Linked DNA regions of Gossypium arboreum: region 2 is linked to region 1. Evidence: chromatin contacts called from public Hi-C data. All regions are on one chromosome and are shown on one strand. The core of a region is the stretch at or near the end of the contact, and the rest is flanking DNA. Distances in the headings are between cores, read along the strand shown.

The links. Hi-C and Micro-C count contacts between places; a contact is called where the count stands out from the background.
Region 2: a Hi-C map of leaf shows a contact between it and region 1, with 1.6 times the contacts expected there. The contact joins the promoter of LOC108470083 here to the promoter of LOC108482076 in region 1. A contact is called at or near these places in 2 of 5 Hi-C or Micro-C datasets (both in leaf).

What each region holds. Positions count from the first base shown.
Region 1 is chr7:91,796,219-91,804,168 of ASM2569848v2, reverse strand. It overlaps LOC108482076 (1-aminocyclopropane-1-carboxylate oxidase 3-like), which reads left to right and starts at 3,466. Exons shown (of 2, transcript XM_017785184.2): 1 at 3,466-3,805; 2 at 3,891-4,983. The coding sequence starts at 3,704. The coding sequence ends at 4,736.
Region 2 is chr7:91,963,951-91,971,900 of ASM2569848v2, reverse strand. LOC108470083 (endoglucanase 11-like) reads left to right here and starts at 3,156. Exons shown (of 5, transcript XM_017771291.2): 1 at 3,156-3,581; 2 at 3,661-3,873; 3 at 3,954-4,154; 4 at 4,233-4,490; 5 at 7,139-7,950. The coding sequence starts at 3,372. The coding sequence ends at 7,792.

The DNA.
Region 1 (7,950 bases), core at 2,217-4,716:
GCTCGAGAACTCTCCAATCCTTGAACATTTCAACTTATTATTTTTATTGGGTTCGGTCGGCTTGCCTATTGGCAACTACCGATCCTAATTGGGAAGACATAGCCATTTGATCTTCCAATTTCTTCAGAGAATGGTAGTTTACCCCATCATCATCAAATCGAGCCTTTTTATGATTATTCTTAATGACTGAACAGATCTTGGTATCGTCTTCTTCAGTTGAAAAATCCTTCTTCTTACATGTTACAATTTCCATCTGGACATCATTAATTTGTCCTATCCTTCCCATTCTTTTCCAACTCAGCTCTTTAGGGTTTTTTGTTTTTCCTATCCCAGTTGCACTAATATTTGTCTTGACTTTTGCTGTATCCCAAAGTTGTTCTATTCCATAATTAAAGCATCAAAATCGATACTTCCAGAGTCAATCAAGTCAAGACGATTTTGATTATTTGTCTTATTTTCCTCAGACTTGCTGGGTATTTCCCCAGGTTGCAGATCTATCGAAAATATTTCTTTTTTTAGTTTTTCCTGCCCTTGTTATGTTACTACCTGCTTCCAGCTTGTAATGAAATCTTTTTGAGAATTAGTTCCAGATGTGTCCAATCCTTCATTCTCCCTAGTATATAAGCACTGTTTCATGGATTTTTTTGCTGAAGCACCCAATTGGAGACTCTTTTTACCAACTAGATTAGATTCAGCTTTTAGCGCCAGTAAGTAAAGGGTCATCTTCCTTTTTTTCTACCCCAAATTTGAGATCTCCGTACAATCTTTCGTGTCATGTCCCATACAACCACAGCTGAAGCAAAAATTTGGTAGGGCTTCATATTTAAAGGGGAGCCAAACTTTTCCTTGATCACCAATTGCAATAAAAATTCCCCTCCGAAGTGGTTTCCGAGCATTCAGCTGAACTTTCAACTAACAAACATCACTTTTTATCTCCCTCCAAAAGTAGAACCTATTGCGTGCATCAAATCTTTCTTTTCACATTCTGGTGGACAAGGGCCAATTTTGAGCCGAAACGGGGAGAAAATTAATTTGATATTGCTTCTTTCTGTCGCCTCCTTCAATCTGTCAAAAATTATCAATTGTCTTCTAAATAGCCACGGTCTGCCTTCCATAATCATTTCTAAATCGTTCTCTTCCTCGAATGAGATCTGAAACAGATTCTGCCCAACCACTTGGATTTCAAATTTTCTCCTCGTTTTTCATATACTTCTCAGTTGTGCACGAAAACTATCCGGATTGTATGATTTCCTCGTCCACACAGAGCATAATAATGATAAGTTACTTTTCGGTACAACCAAATAACTCTATATGTTCAACTATATTAGTTCTTCTGCTAATAGGGAAATCTCGTCTCTCGCCATATTGGAAAGAAGTCATCGCTGTACTCCGCCCCAACCACAGCTAGTCCTGTTTCTTTGGGATACTAAGAGAGAGCACTCTTGACCTAACCCTAAAAAAAAACTCTTTAGATTTAGTTGTTGTTTGATGAACTCAAAAATTAAGTGCTGAAAAAATAAGTATTGAAAATTTAAGTCTTGAATTTAAGTTATAAAATTGTTTGATATATTACTTAAAATTAATTATGCAATATAATTAAATTGTTTGATAAATATAAAATTAAAATTATAAAGAAATTATATTCTACATTTTATCCTTAATTTTAAACATTTCACTTTATTTTTAAAAAATCAAATTTTAGACACAAAGTTTTATAAGATAATGTAATATTAAAATCAATAAATAATAATTGAATTAATTGAAAATATTCCCTTGATAAATAGCTCTTGTCTACTTATTATTTTCCACAGCTTTTTATAGAAAAAATTCTATTAGGTTGTTTTTATTTTGGATTATCAAACATGAATAATGATTAAATATATTGAAAATTAATATTTTTAATAGATTTAATTTTTCAACAATCTATCAAACAAACCTTTACTATTATTGTTAACGGTATGATATTTCCTTTAAGGTACATAGAAATAGTACTTGAAGTTGGTACTTGAAATTGAAAATTAAATCCGAGTTAAAAATATGGATTTGAAAAATTCAATTGTTTAATCAATAATTGTATAAGAAAAAAATATAACATTTAATTTTTCATAAGAAAAAAAAGGTGAAAGAATGAATTGAATTTCCTTTTGTTACATTGATTATGATTTTTTAGTTATAAATTGATTAATAGATTATTATGTGCTTCATTTATTTTGAATTATTTTTTATTTTAAATCCACAATAAGTAGTACGTATCACTAATAATTTGATTTAGTGTAAAATAATTTACCAAATTAATTAAAAACTAAAATTATTCTAGTTAGAGTGAAATTTTATTTTTACAAATATTAATTTATTTATATAAATTTACTATATAGTATATTTTTAATTTGTATTTTCTATTATTTTTAATGTTGTTTAGTTAATTTCTAACACCAACATCTTGAAAATATAAACAAAAGGGTTATGTACCAAATTGGACAATTTCAACCATAAATAAAACAATTAATAGATGTGGCATGACTTTGTTTTAAACGTTGAAAGCTTTGGTTAAGAAGTTTATAGAATTTGTAAATATGAATGTTAAATTTATTAAATTATTTAAAATTAGGATCAAATTGATAGAATAAGTAAGTATTGGGGACTAAATGTGTTATTATATTAATTAGAAAAAGCTTTTCGCTATCAATTTAATAGTAGATAACCAAAACAAGAACAAACTCAAACATTAGTGCTATATTGAAAATTTTTAAAATTGAGTGACTAAAACAGGAACACAAATATAATTGCGTGACCATTTGTATAATTTATTCTAAATTTTAATTTTTATGAAATACATACACTATAAATTTATTTGACGGTCAAGGAGTGGAATGGTGCGAAAGAGCTATGCACCTTCCTTTGGTTACCAATAAATTCTTAACTTAATCAAAGGAGTGGACCAAATTAATTTTGGTCAAATATTAAGAAAGAAATGGCTCAAAAACAGCCATCAAAATGTGTCCAAACCCAACACACAAAGCTCCTAAGAGTTGATAGCTACTTCAACGTCGCAAATCAGTTTTAGCCTTAGATTTTGTTTGATTTTTCTAATATACTTTTAACAAGTATTTTATATTTAAATTTATATATTTAGACTTATATGGAATAAATTTGAGCATGGCTTGTATACGATAATATTAAATCTAAAATAATTTTGAAAAATTATACATGATATTTATTTATGACAAAATTCGAATATAATCACTCAAATATAAAAAATTTCATAAATATATTAATTATTAGATAATGTATCTACTTCTAATTGTATTATCTTATTATTTTACTTTCAATCATACCTTTTGTAAAGTAGCTTATGACTCTTTTTTTTTTTAAAAAAAGGCTTTACTTTTTAAGTACCACATTTAAGAAATGATTTTAAAATTGGAGTTATGCTTGTACCAGTAGTAGTATTATTTTCCATATTTCCTCCTTTCTTCCTTTGTTAATTTGTTGATACTAATAATTTCTGATCCACAAGCCGACATCCACTTGAATTATATACCTTTAAACCTCACTTCCAAAACTATCTATAAATACCACCATACCCCTTCCCTCCATTCTTCATTAAACAAATCTAAGCTTTTGCATAATAACACCCCCAACGTAAAACAGCGTCACTCTGAGAGATTTTTAGAGAGAAAAAAAAAAAAAAGTGGCAAGAGAAATGGCAAAATTCCCAGTGATCAACTTGGAGAAACTGAATGGCGAGAGAGCAGCAACCATGGATCTAATCAAAGATGCCTGCGAGAACTGGGGCTTCTTTGAGGTACCGATTGCTACTTTATATGTACATATACTCTATTCTCCTTGGTAGATTTTTGCTAATTATTAGCGCGGTTCATTTGGTGCAGGTATTGAACCATGGGATTCCCTATGATTTTATGGACAGAGTGGAAAGCTTGACGAAGGAGCATTACAAGAAATGCATGGAGCAAAGGTTTAAGGAACTGGTGGCAAGCAAGGCCCTTGAGGGTCTCCAGGCTGAGGTTACTGATATGGACTGGGAAAGTACTTTCTATTTGCGCCATCTCCCTGAATCAAACATGGCTGAAATCCCAGATCTAACCGATGAATACAGGAAGGTGATGAAAGAATTTGCATTGAAATTGGAGAAACTAGCAGAGGAGCTGCTGGACTTGTTCTGTGAGAACCTTGGTCTAGAAAAAGGATATCTGAAAAAGGCTTTCTACGGGGCAAAAGGTCCCACCTTTGGCACCAAAGTTAGCAACTACCCACCATGTCCCACCCCAGACAAAATCAAGGGACTCAGAGCCCACACGGACGCCGGTGGCATCATCTTGCTGTTCCAAGACCCCCAAGTGGGCGGCCTTCAGGTTCTTAAAAACGGGGAATGGGTGGATGTCCCCCCGTTGCGCCACTCTATCGTGATCAACCTGGGAGACCAGCTGGAGGTGATCACCAATGGCAAATACAAGAGCGTGGAGCACAGGGTGATCGCCCAAACCGACGGGGCTCGCCTGTCGATAGCTTCGTTCTATAACCCCGGCAGCGACGCCATTATCTACCCGGCGCCAGCCCTGGTGGAGAAAGAAGAAGAAGAGAAGAAAGGATTGTACCCAAAATTTGTGTTCGAAGATTACATGAAGCTTTACGCAGTGCTTAAATTCCAGGCCAAGGAGCCCAGGTTTGAAGCCATGAAAGCCAGGGAAGCAACTGCTCCCATTGCAACAGCTTAAAAGAGAATTCAATACCTTACGTAGCTTTGTGTTTGATCAAGAAAGGGGTACTGTTAATCTATTTTAAGCTTTTTAATGGTGTATTAAAGAAAAAAGAAGTCAGTGTTTACTGTAGGTGAGTGTTTTGATTGAATATTCTAAACAGTGAGACCCTGTCAATTTCTACTATACTATACAATGTAACATTGAATTAGAAAAGATTTATGTTGTGATATGTTTGATAGAATAAAATTACTTACAAAGGAAATGGTGGGTTGCCAGTAAGGAACATGAAGAAATGCAATAATCATATAGGGTGCTTGTTTTTCCTATTTATTTAATTTAAATTGATAACTTTATTAGCGGAACAGGTACAACCATACAAGTAGAATTTTGATGGACATAAAAGCTGTTATTTAATTATAGTTTCAAATGTGTCAGGAGAGACGGTAATACTGATATGTTGGTCCAAAGTGGTTGGGATTTGAATCCATGTATAAAGAATCTTTATAGGGAAACAACATTTTCACACCGGCCATTTCATTCAATCTTATTATGACTTAATTAAGGAAGGTGGAAACTTCAAAACACAGTGCGAATGTCGGTCATATTTTAGAGTAATTCCTATGAGTGACATGTTCTTTTCTAATTTATGAGCTGTAATTGAATTAAGGCAGAATTTAGGATAAGAATCGAGTTATGTGTTTTTCGAGTTATTTAATATTGTATTAATTTATATTTTTAATATTTTTAAAAATTAAATTAAAATTTTATAGGTATCAAAATGCAATTTAATTATTTATAACTTTATAAAATATAAAGAGGTGAATGTGATGTTTTTCTATTTTAGGTGCCACTCTTGTGTCAACCATAATGCAGTTTAGGTTTTTCTTATTAAGTTAATAAGATGAGAAGGAATTATAAAAGATGTGAGTGACAAATAATAAAGAGAAGTGTTAATTTGCTGAAATGCAATGTAATTTTCTAACAAGACTCGTCTTGACATTGCAAGACTTTGACAAAGTATATCTAACAATTGTTAGAATAAATCCAACATAAAAGAGGATTGAATTTGAGGAACTCCTTGTTGACTTTTTTAATTGTTAATTACTTATTTGTGGGAAAAAAGAAAACTTGGATGACTTTGTGTATGACATAAATCTAATGTTTTAATGAAATAAATTATTTCCAATGGCTGGCGGATCAATCTTTGGAAGAAAAGTCATAAAAGAAGATCATGTAATTTACATTAATGAATTAAAATAATATATCATCCAAAATATGGTGAATGCAGCATATAACTTTATAACCATGATGTATTTTGAATGGTGAATCTCATATTCCTACCAAAAAAAAGAAAACAACTAAAATTCATATATATATATATATATATATATATATATATATTTATTTTAAAGGTCAAAATTGTAGACTAATTTTAAAATTTTATAGCGAGTAATATTTAAGTAAAATAATATATTTATTTACACTAGTATAAAATTATTAGTACCTTTTGTATATTTTTGTATGATTTAACATTTCAACGATCTAATCATTATATTTTATATTCTATTCATAAAGATCACATATGTTGAATTTGATTTAAATTAAATTTTTTACTATTTATTTTATGTAAAAATCGAATTAATGTTCAATAAATATTAATATAAACAATATTTTATATCTATATAATAGAGATATTGAATCGACTTAGAACTTTATATAACAAGTACAATTATAGTAATAAATTCAATAGTTAGACCATTAAAACGAAAATCATATAAAAATATACATAAATGAATCACTTCCCTTTATAAAAGATACAATCCGATAATTTTAAATCAAATGACATTATTTGTAAAAACCCATTTTAAATCTATACCAGCCCTTGATTAAGGACTAATGTTGTGGAAAAAGGAAACAATCTTATATAGATTAGTCAAAGATTATACTGTGATTTTTTATAAAATAAAGCTATTTTCTCTTAGCTGTGACTTTTTTTTTTTTGGGGGGGGAGTAAAATATTGAAGATTACTTAACTTTGTTATAATCCACATAATTAATTAAGCTTTAAAGTAAGTAAATCAAAAGTGGAGTAGTTATAATGAGAGAGTAAAAGAAGAATCTCAAACATCATTTTTCACTTTTGAAGATATAATCTTTAATTTGCTGCCAATGGAATATGTATGTATGTATGTATGTGTTTGTTTGTCTTCTTTTGCAAAAGTAATTAAGGTGGATCTTTGCATACACAAGGAATAGATTTGATATAAAATATACATATATTTAGAGTTAGAGCAGATTCAATGGATCCTCAACTCTCCTTTAATAGCCACAAAGGAAGATGACTCAAAGCATGGTTTGGTGTCATTGTTTAAGCAAACCGGATCAAACATCCAATACATATAAACCTGTTTTTCTAAAAAAGATTCAACCTCTATTTTGTCCCAGTGGTAAAAGTTTGCATACAATAAATTATTGATTTTTAATTAATTCGTTACGAATTTTTTAACATTGATATTTGTTTTAAGTTTTTTTGGAGATGGAGGGCAAAGCTGTATAGAAGATTAGCTATGCTGGGCAAAACTAAAAAATTATTTTAAAAATTAAAGATGGGAACATCATTGTACTTCATTCAAATCCAGCTCAACCAAAAGCTCACAATTAAAAATGGAAACTATTAAAGATATAATCAAATCAATATTTATATAATTAAATTTAAATAAAAATCATATAATTTAAGTTTCGGCCAACTCATCTTTCTCTAAGCCTAACTAGGTTGGGGTGCCGAAAGCATGGCTTGTTGGTGGCTAATATTTTGGGCTACTTGGATTTTAACCTGTGAATATCGACTTGTACAAAAATGTTGATTTTGACAATTTCTTTTATTTTTGATACATCATAGAATGTTAGACCATGACTTTCTATTTCATGAAAATGAGGGGGACATACATTCTCCAACAATACAATCACCTATAATCTGAAATAAATAATTGTCTGATTTGTCTTAAAAAATTAATATATATATATATACACCAGTGTTAAACATAAACCCTATTCATACCTCATCCAAATGAACTGTTATTTAATGCCTAAACCGATGGAAGAATCTGATTGATACCATAATATTTTTCAAATGTCAGATTCAATTTAGAAGTTCAGTTATAGCCAAAGGATGACCGGTGAAAATTAACCCAAAGAAAAAAAAAAAAAAGACAACTATAGCATCTCAGGC
Region 2 (7,950 bases), core at 1,907-4,406, 170 kb before region 1:
ATTTTTCAAAAATCATTTTAAAGCCATTTTAGTGAAACAAGCAAACCTTTCAAAGTATTTTGTTTATAAATAAATATTTTTTTGTTTTGATTTATATTAAACTTTTAATTAAAATGTAAATAGTCGAGCTTAAAGCTTCTTCTTTTTATATACAAAATATTCATAACTCCTCTTTGATCGAGAATAAACGCGCTTCAGCGTGCTTAAACTTACATTATCTTACATTTAACAACAATATTGATGCCAACTAAGTTAAGACTCAGTCGGCTAGCCAAGCTTAAAGTTAAGTATGTTATATTAGTTTAATTTTTTTAATGTTAAAATATATCATAAATCCTTGTACTCTTTATAAAATTGAAATTTAATCACTGTATTTTTATTTTTAGAAATTTAGTCCCTCTACTTTTTAGATTTTAAATTTAGATTTAACTATTAAAATTATTAAAGTTATTTTATTAAATTCGAGTTCATTACAACGGTTTTTAGTTCCATGACTATGAAATTAGTATTTTTTATTTCAAAATGACACACCAACAAATTTAATAATATTAACAATTAAACTTAAATTTTAAAATATAAAAAATAAAATTTTCTAAAATTATAAATATAATGACTAAATTTCAAATTCATAAATAATAAATTTACTTATGTAGCATATTTCAACCTTTTATAACTACTCCTATCTGGTCCTCATATTCAATGCATATGAAAAGAAAAATATGATCTTGTAAATATATATATAAAAACTACTCATTCCGATGTATGTTTATATTTAATACTTGTATTTGTATTTATCTTAAGAACGCGTATATTCATTAATATTTTTTTACCATATAAAAATATAATCAATAAATCATTTTATAATTGTATTAAATTTTAAATGATAAAAATACCGAACGCTAGCCTCGAGATGCGTGCGTTACTATATAGAGAGTGTCGGCCATGGAACAAGGCGGCCAACCGGTCCGGTCCATCCATTTATTTGCAATAAATGGCTTTTCTTCTTATTAGATCACTATGCTTGTTATCAAATATAAAAATATTATTGAATTATTTATATATATATATATTAAATTAACTTATTTTTAACAATATTCATTTTAATTACCGAAGGTTTAAATTAATGATAAAATTGAAATTTTAAAATTTTGAAATCCTTGATTCGATTTTCATGTAAATTATTAAAGATGTTTGATTTAGGTTGTGTAAAATTATTTAAATTTATTTTGGCCCAACTTTAGATATATTTTTCTTTATAATAGTTTATTCTATTTATTTGAGTGGGTATTATTTATATTTGTAACTTCAAGAAATTTAGTGAAACTAATAATTTCATATATTTTATAATTAAATTTAAAATATAAGTATTTTATATTATTTGTATATATTGTATAACTAAATTTAAATTTTTACATATTAAATGATGAATTTGACAAATCAAAATTTAAAATATGCCGGTCTAATTCATGCAAGAGCGATCAAATTTGACAATTTTACATTTGATTGTCTTTTATAATGTATTTGGTTTTGTTGATTAGCTTATTTTTCCACTTAATTTTTAATAATTAGAAAGTATTTAATTATTATTAAGAATTTCATTTAAAATCGATTTTTCAAAATGGGTAGCCATTGTTAGCTTTTAAATGTCAAGAGGAATCTAAAGCATTTTCAGTTTGAATTTGCAGCCAAAATAAGGAGATGAATTTTTAACAAAAAAATTATTTATTTTTAATCTCACGTGTAAATTTTATTTATTTATTTTTAATAAAAAGTAAAATATAATCAATTTTAATATAAAGAGGGATGAAATTGCAAAAGAGTGAAGTTTCCACAACTGAAATTTCCTGCGTCGGCAGTCTTTATATATTATTATATATTTATAAGCAGCAATCCAGTTATTATGTGCACTGTCGCCATGAATCTGACCTAATTCTCATAGGAAACAGAGCTGAGATTTTGTTTAACGCTCAAAGCATTAAACAACTAAAACGAATCATACTCTTAAATTTTAAAAAATTTACTTCATATATTTCCAACTTATTTGGTCCACATGCCCATCAAATCCTTCTACATTAACTTGTTTTTACGATAAAAAATAATAAACAATTCCTACCCGGACATTGGACACAATAATTTCCAATACGAGATAAGTCTAACGGGGGATGAAATGATTCACATTTGAAAAAAAAAGAAAAGAAATTATTGATATTTTTAAATATAATATTTTCATATAATTAATGAGTTTAAGTTTTATTTTTGGTTGAATTTTGTTTATTTTTTAGATTTATAGAGTAAAAGTGTTTTGAAGTGATTAAATATGTTACATCACTTAGATTTGATTTCATAATTTATATAATATAAATCATTTAGGAGAGAAAATTAGCACTTGAGTTAAAATTCTTGAGAAGTTTGATTTTATTTTTCCTTTGAGGTTTTGTTTCTTAATTTTATTGAAAGTTATAATGAATTTATAAAGTGTGAGTATTTCGAAGTGTTTGAACAAACAAAATTATATAATATTGAAGAGTTTACACACAATTGGACTCACCCTTTAACTCATAGCATATAGGTCATTTGTATGAATTTTACAGTTTCTACAATTTTCATGTGTTCAATCAATTCAAGAACTTGTTAGGACTTTCGATAGAGTAGAAAGATAAAATTTCGAGCTAAAATATGTCATAAGTCTTTGTACTTTTTCAATAATTTAAAATTTAGTCCTTATATTTTTATTTTTAGGCTTTTAGTCTTTCTACTTTTTAAATGTTAAAGTTCAAATCTATTTGTTAACGTGGCAGTTGAAATAAAAAAAAAGTCTCTTGATAACTATAAAATTAAAAAATGATAATATAATTAACATTTGAAAAAAACTAGTAATACTAACAATTAGATTTAAAATTTAAAATCTAAAAATAAACAAATTAAATTCTTTAAAATAAAAGTATAATAACTAAATTTTAAAAAAATATAATATTTATGACATATTTTAACCCAAAAATCAAATAGTAAGAGAACCCAAAATTTCCATCAAATCTCACTTCTTCCACAAAAACTTTCCAATATTCCATTTTTTTCCCACAGTAGTCCACGCCGGTTCAAACTTACATACAACCCCACTATTAAATACCACGAAAAAAGCAATAAACCGTTGCTTAAATCACGCTATTTTTTATGATAAACAACAAAAAGAAAAAAAAAGTAACCTCACATGGTCATGAAAATCGCTCACTGAGTCACTGAACTCGAGCCACATTACATAGAAAAACACAAATTTCAAGGCAAAAAAAGCAAAAGGTTGTGCCGATATATAGCTTCCAATAGCTATTTCAGCTACTAAATTTCCCCCTCGTACCTAAAGAGAAGTGGGGACAATGGATGAACAGAGTAAGCTAAGCCTTCACCATTGTTGCCTCATTCTCTTCTCTGTTCTCACCATTTCCTCCACAACAGCGTTTGATTATGGCGATGCATTAATGAAGAGCCTCCTTTACTTTGAATCCCAACGTTCCGGTCGGTTACCGTACAATCAACGTGTTACTTGGCGAGACCATTCTGCCCTCACCGACGGCTTGGAACAAGGAGTATGTAGCTATACTGCTATAGCAAGAATTTAAAATTTTACCCAACTTATAAACAGTCTTGTTTTTGTTGCTAATGTAGGTGGATTTAGTCGGAGGATACTACGACGCCGGCGATCACGTCAAATTTGGACTCCCGATGGCTTTCACGGTGACAATGTTGTCTTGGAGTGTTATCGAATACCGGGACCAGATCGCCGATGCCGGTGAATTAGAACATGCTTTAGAGGCAATTAAATGGGGGACAGATTACTTCATTAAAGCACACGCTAGCCCAAATGTACTATGGGCGGAGGTATAGTTTCAGATTCCCTAATTTTGTCTTATTTAAGCTTCATAATTATATCAAACACGTAACGCTCATTGTTGCTATAGGTGGGTGACGGAGACACCGACCATTACTGTTGGCAACGGCCGGAAGATATGACCACTTCACGCCAAGCTTACAAGATCGATGAGAAAAACCCAGGGTCCGATCTCGCCGGTGAGACGGCGGCGGCAATGGCGGCCGCGTCTATCGTGTTTAAGAAAACAAACCCTCATTACTCTCACTTACTCTTGCACCATGCTCAAGAGGTAATTTTAAAAATGACACACACCATATACATATGTTTACATGACTGATTTTGAATTTTGGGTGTGGTGTTGTTGCAGTTGTTTGAGTTTGGGGATAAGTATAGAGGGAAATATGATGGAAGCATAGGGGTGGTGAAGAGCTACTATGCGTCGGTGAGTGGTTTCATGGATGAGTTGTTGTGGGCGGCGTTGTGGCTGTATGAGGCCACCGACAAGGAAGATTATTACTTGAAGTATGTTATAAACAAGGCTCATTGTTTTGGTGGGATTGGTTGGGCCATATCAGAGTTTAGTTGGGATGTTAAATATGCTGGGGTTCAAGTTTTGGCATCAATGGTAAATTCTCTCATCACTTTCAATTTTTTTTCTTCTTTTTTATGTCTAATTTTATATGCATTGAACACATGCATTGGCCATTTGTTGGGTTTATAATCATTTCATAATTAAAAAACCTAGAAAAATTATTTAATAAGAGTTTTTAATCTCTATAAATAAAATTTAAAGCAGAAGTGAAGTTAAAATGTTATTTTAATAGTCAGAAATGAATTACATTTTAATTATATTATTATATTAATTTATAATTTTATTAATTTCAAAAGGATTAAAAGACAATTTTATCATTCTACCGTGCCCTCCAAAAAAAAATTTGGTCTACCCTCTCTTTCCCGAGCTAATAGCAGATCTCCTCTCTTGCCTTCCTCTTGTCTATACCCTAGATTCAAATAAAAAAATATTTAAAATATGAAATGCATAGCTTTGAAGATTCTTTGTGGAATTAAAATATATCTTAGATCAACATGCCTTTTTTTTTATTAATTCCTACATCTTTTACTCTCTCTCACTTTTTTGGCTTTTTCAATTGTTAACATGAAAACAGGAAAGAGAATTCAATTTATTTTGAATATTAGAAGACAAATGAGACCCTAAAATCTTGATGGTTTTTTTTTTTTGCTTTTCCCTAAATTCAAAGATGCAATAATAGTTTAACTTTGAGACATACACTTCCCACTTTCTTACTTACACACCAAAGTTTCACTGATAGAGTAACCCCTAATTAAGGTATCATCTTCATACACAATTCCATTACATGTGGCTATGATTATGTATACTATATTTTTTAAAAAAGTTATCATAATATCCATCCCAATATATTAGTGCCACGTGGCTTTAATATAGTGGAACAGGAGCAGTAATTTGCATGTGCTGTGCTTCGGCAGCACATCGTAGACTATTCCATGATCTGAGGAGGTGGATAGATAAATTAGAAATAAGAGATGGGGAATAGAGAAGAGTAGCAGAGGTGGGGAGTGATGGGTGCTGGGGTTGTTGTCTAAGCTTTTTAAGGTAGGGCCTGGAACATTGACCTGACATTTTGGTCCCACTGCCAACCCCAGTGAATGGTTAGAACCCCTCTTTAATTTATAATATGTTATGTTATTTCCATGTTAAAATTGAGTTCCTATATATTTGAGGGTAAAAAAAAAGAAAAAAAAGTGATTGAGCTATTTTAAAACTTTCTTTTTAAGTTATTAGATTATTAAAATTATTATTTGTATGATTTTATCTGTTCGCATCGCCTTCATCAATTAAAAGTTCTCATTCTCCTTTTCTTTTATAGTTAATTTTTTTTTCATGAAATAATTTTGAATATTATGAATCTACGAACTAAAACTCAAACAATTTTTTTCTTCGATCTCAAACATTGACCGTCAGATTGACTTAGATCTAAGGTATGTTCTTCTACTCGGTGATGAATACTGACCCATCGTACTAATCGTTAAATCGTCATTAGGAGCTCGCTAGCTGGACTTAAACAAAAATTAACAGTCCAATGACTTTAATAAAAAGTTTCGAATAGTTAAATGACTATTTTGTAAACTTTTTAAAATTAAATGACTAAACTATAAACTCACTAATAATTCAGTGACCTTGAATATAGTTTACCTTGTATTTAATAGTTGCTTGATACAAATTTGGGATTAGTTTGCTGAATCTATACCCTTAATACATCAAGTATTATCTTTAATGGAGATTTGGTTTCTCAACTTTGTCCAATGCTCGAATGAGTTCACAAAGTGTCTCATCCGTGTTTGAAAAGGTGAACCATGTGCAACTCATAAGGTTGGATTTGAATTCATTCTTTATAGCTTATAGGACATTAATAGGTGAGAATGCTACCACTTGACTCACTTGGTGTGTTGGCAGTCCAACCCTCAACATAATTCTTAGACTTGAATTTGGTATAATTTAACTCTTTGTTTTTGTAATATTGTTAGTTAGGTTAAATAGTTAATACTAACTTATAACACTATTAAAATAAATGATTAAATTATGTTAAATTAAAATATAAGGATTAAATTTTAAATTTGAGTAGTACAGAGTCACCAAAACTAAATTTAACCTTTTCGGTTAGACCCGCAATGTTTTTTCTTTCATTTTTGTAGTAAATTCTCTCTTAGAGCAGGGTTTCATTAGGGCTTCTGTTATGAGATTTCAATGGTTGATGCAAGTTAAAATAAAAAATAAAAGAAGCCAAAAACTACAAATTCTAAAACCCATTTTTTCTACTTTGAAATATTGGTCAGAAAACGTCATAAATCTTTGAATTTGTTTACAATTTTGAAGAACTTATCAATTTGTTGGCAAAGCAAAGAGATGCAGAAAATTTAGCCGTGATTATCTGATGCTTCAAAGATGCCAATTTGGTAGGTGGTGAAATAGATTTATTTTCATACCTCTAAATAGAAATAGATTTATTTTCATACCTCTAATTAAGGGGTCTAACACATTACACCAAATAGTAGTGGTCCGGACCTACCACATTATGACAAACTTCCATATTATTAGTACAAATTCGAGTCTAGTCCAAATGAATTATGTTCATGCATTCATAGAGTCTGGGTTCGAACAACATCTCTAATCCCTTCTTTTATTCCAAGTTATAGGTGGTCTCTTTTTAACGAACTTTAATCGTCCCTTTGCAGTTGTTGGAGAAAGCAAAACACGGGCATGAGGGTCACGTTCTAAAGCAATACCGATCCAAAGCCGAGTACTACCTATGCTCGTGTCTCAACAAAAACAACGCCACCGGCGACAACGTCGAACGTACCCCTGGAGGTCTTTTATACATCCGGCAATGGAACAACATGCAATATATGTCGACAGCGACATTCCTACTCACTGTCTACTCTGACTTTCTCCGCAACTCAAGCCAACACCTCCGGTGTCCCACCGGAACCATTGATCCCGAAGAGATCCTCAGTTTTGCCAAATCTCAAGTAGATTACATACTAGGGTCTAACCCTATGAACATGAGTTACTTAGTGGGCTATGGTTCTAAGTACCCTATTAGGGTGCACCATAGAGGTGCCTCAATAGTATCATACAGAGAAAAGAAAGGGTTCATTGGCTGCACCCAAGGCTATGACAATTGGTATAGTCGAGTGGAGCCGAATCCCAATGTGTTGGTTGGAGCCTTGGTCGGTGGACCAGATTGTCGAGATAATTTCATGGACCAAAGAGATAATTATATGCAGACCGAGGCCTGCACATACAATACAGCACCATTAGTTGGGGTTTTTGCAAGGTTGTTGCAATTAGAGGAAAACCTTGAAGTAGAATTGGTTGCCTCTTATTAGATATACGAAATATAATCAAATGATATTATATATAGTGTTGGTGGTGAGTATTTTAAGACACCCTTTTTTGTGTGTGGCTGAACTAAAAGGTGTTCAATGCCACTAACTATTTCACCTTCAATTTTGTTGAATGTTTATAATAGAGAAAAAAATATAAA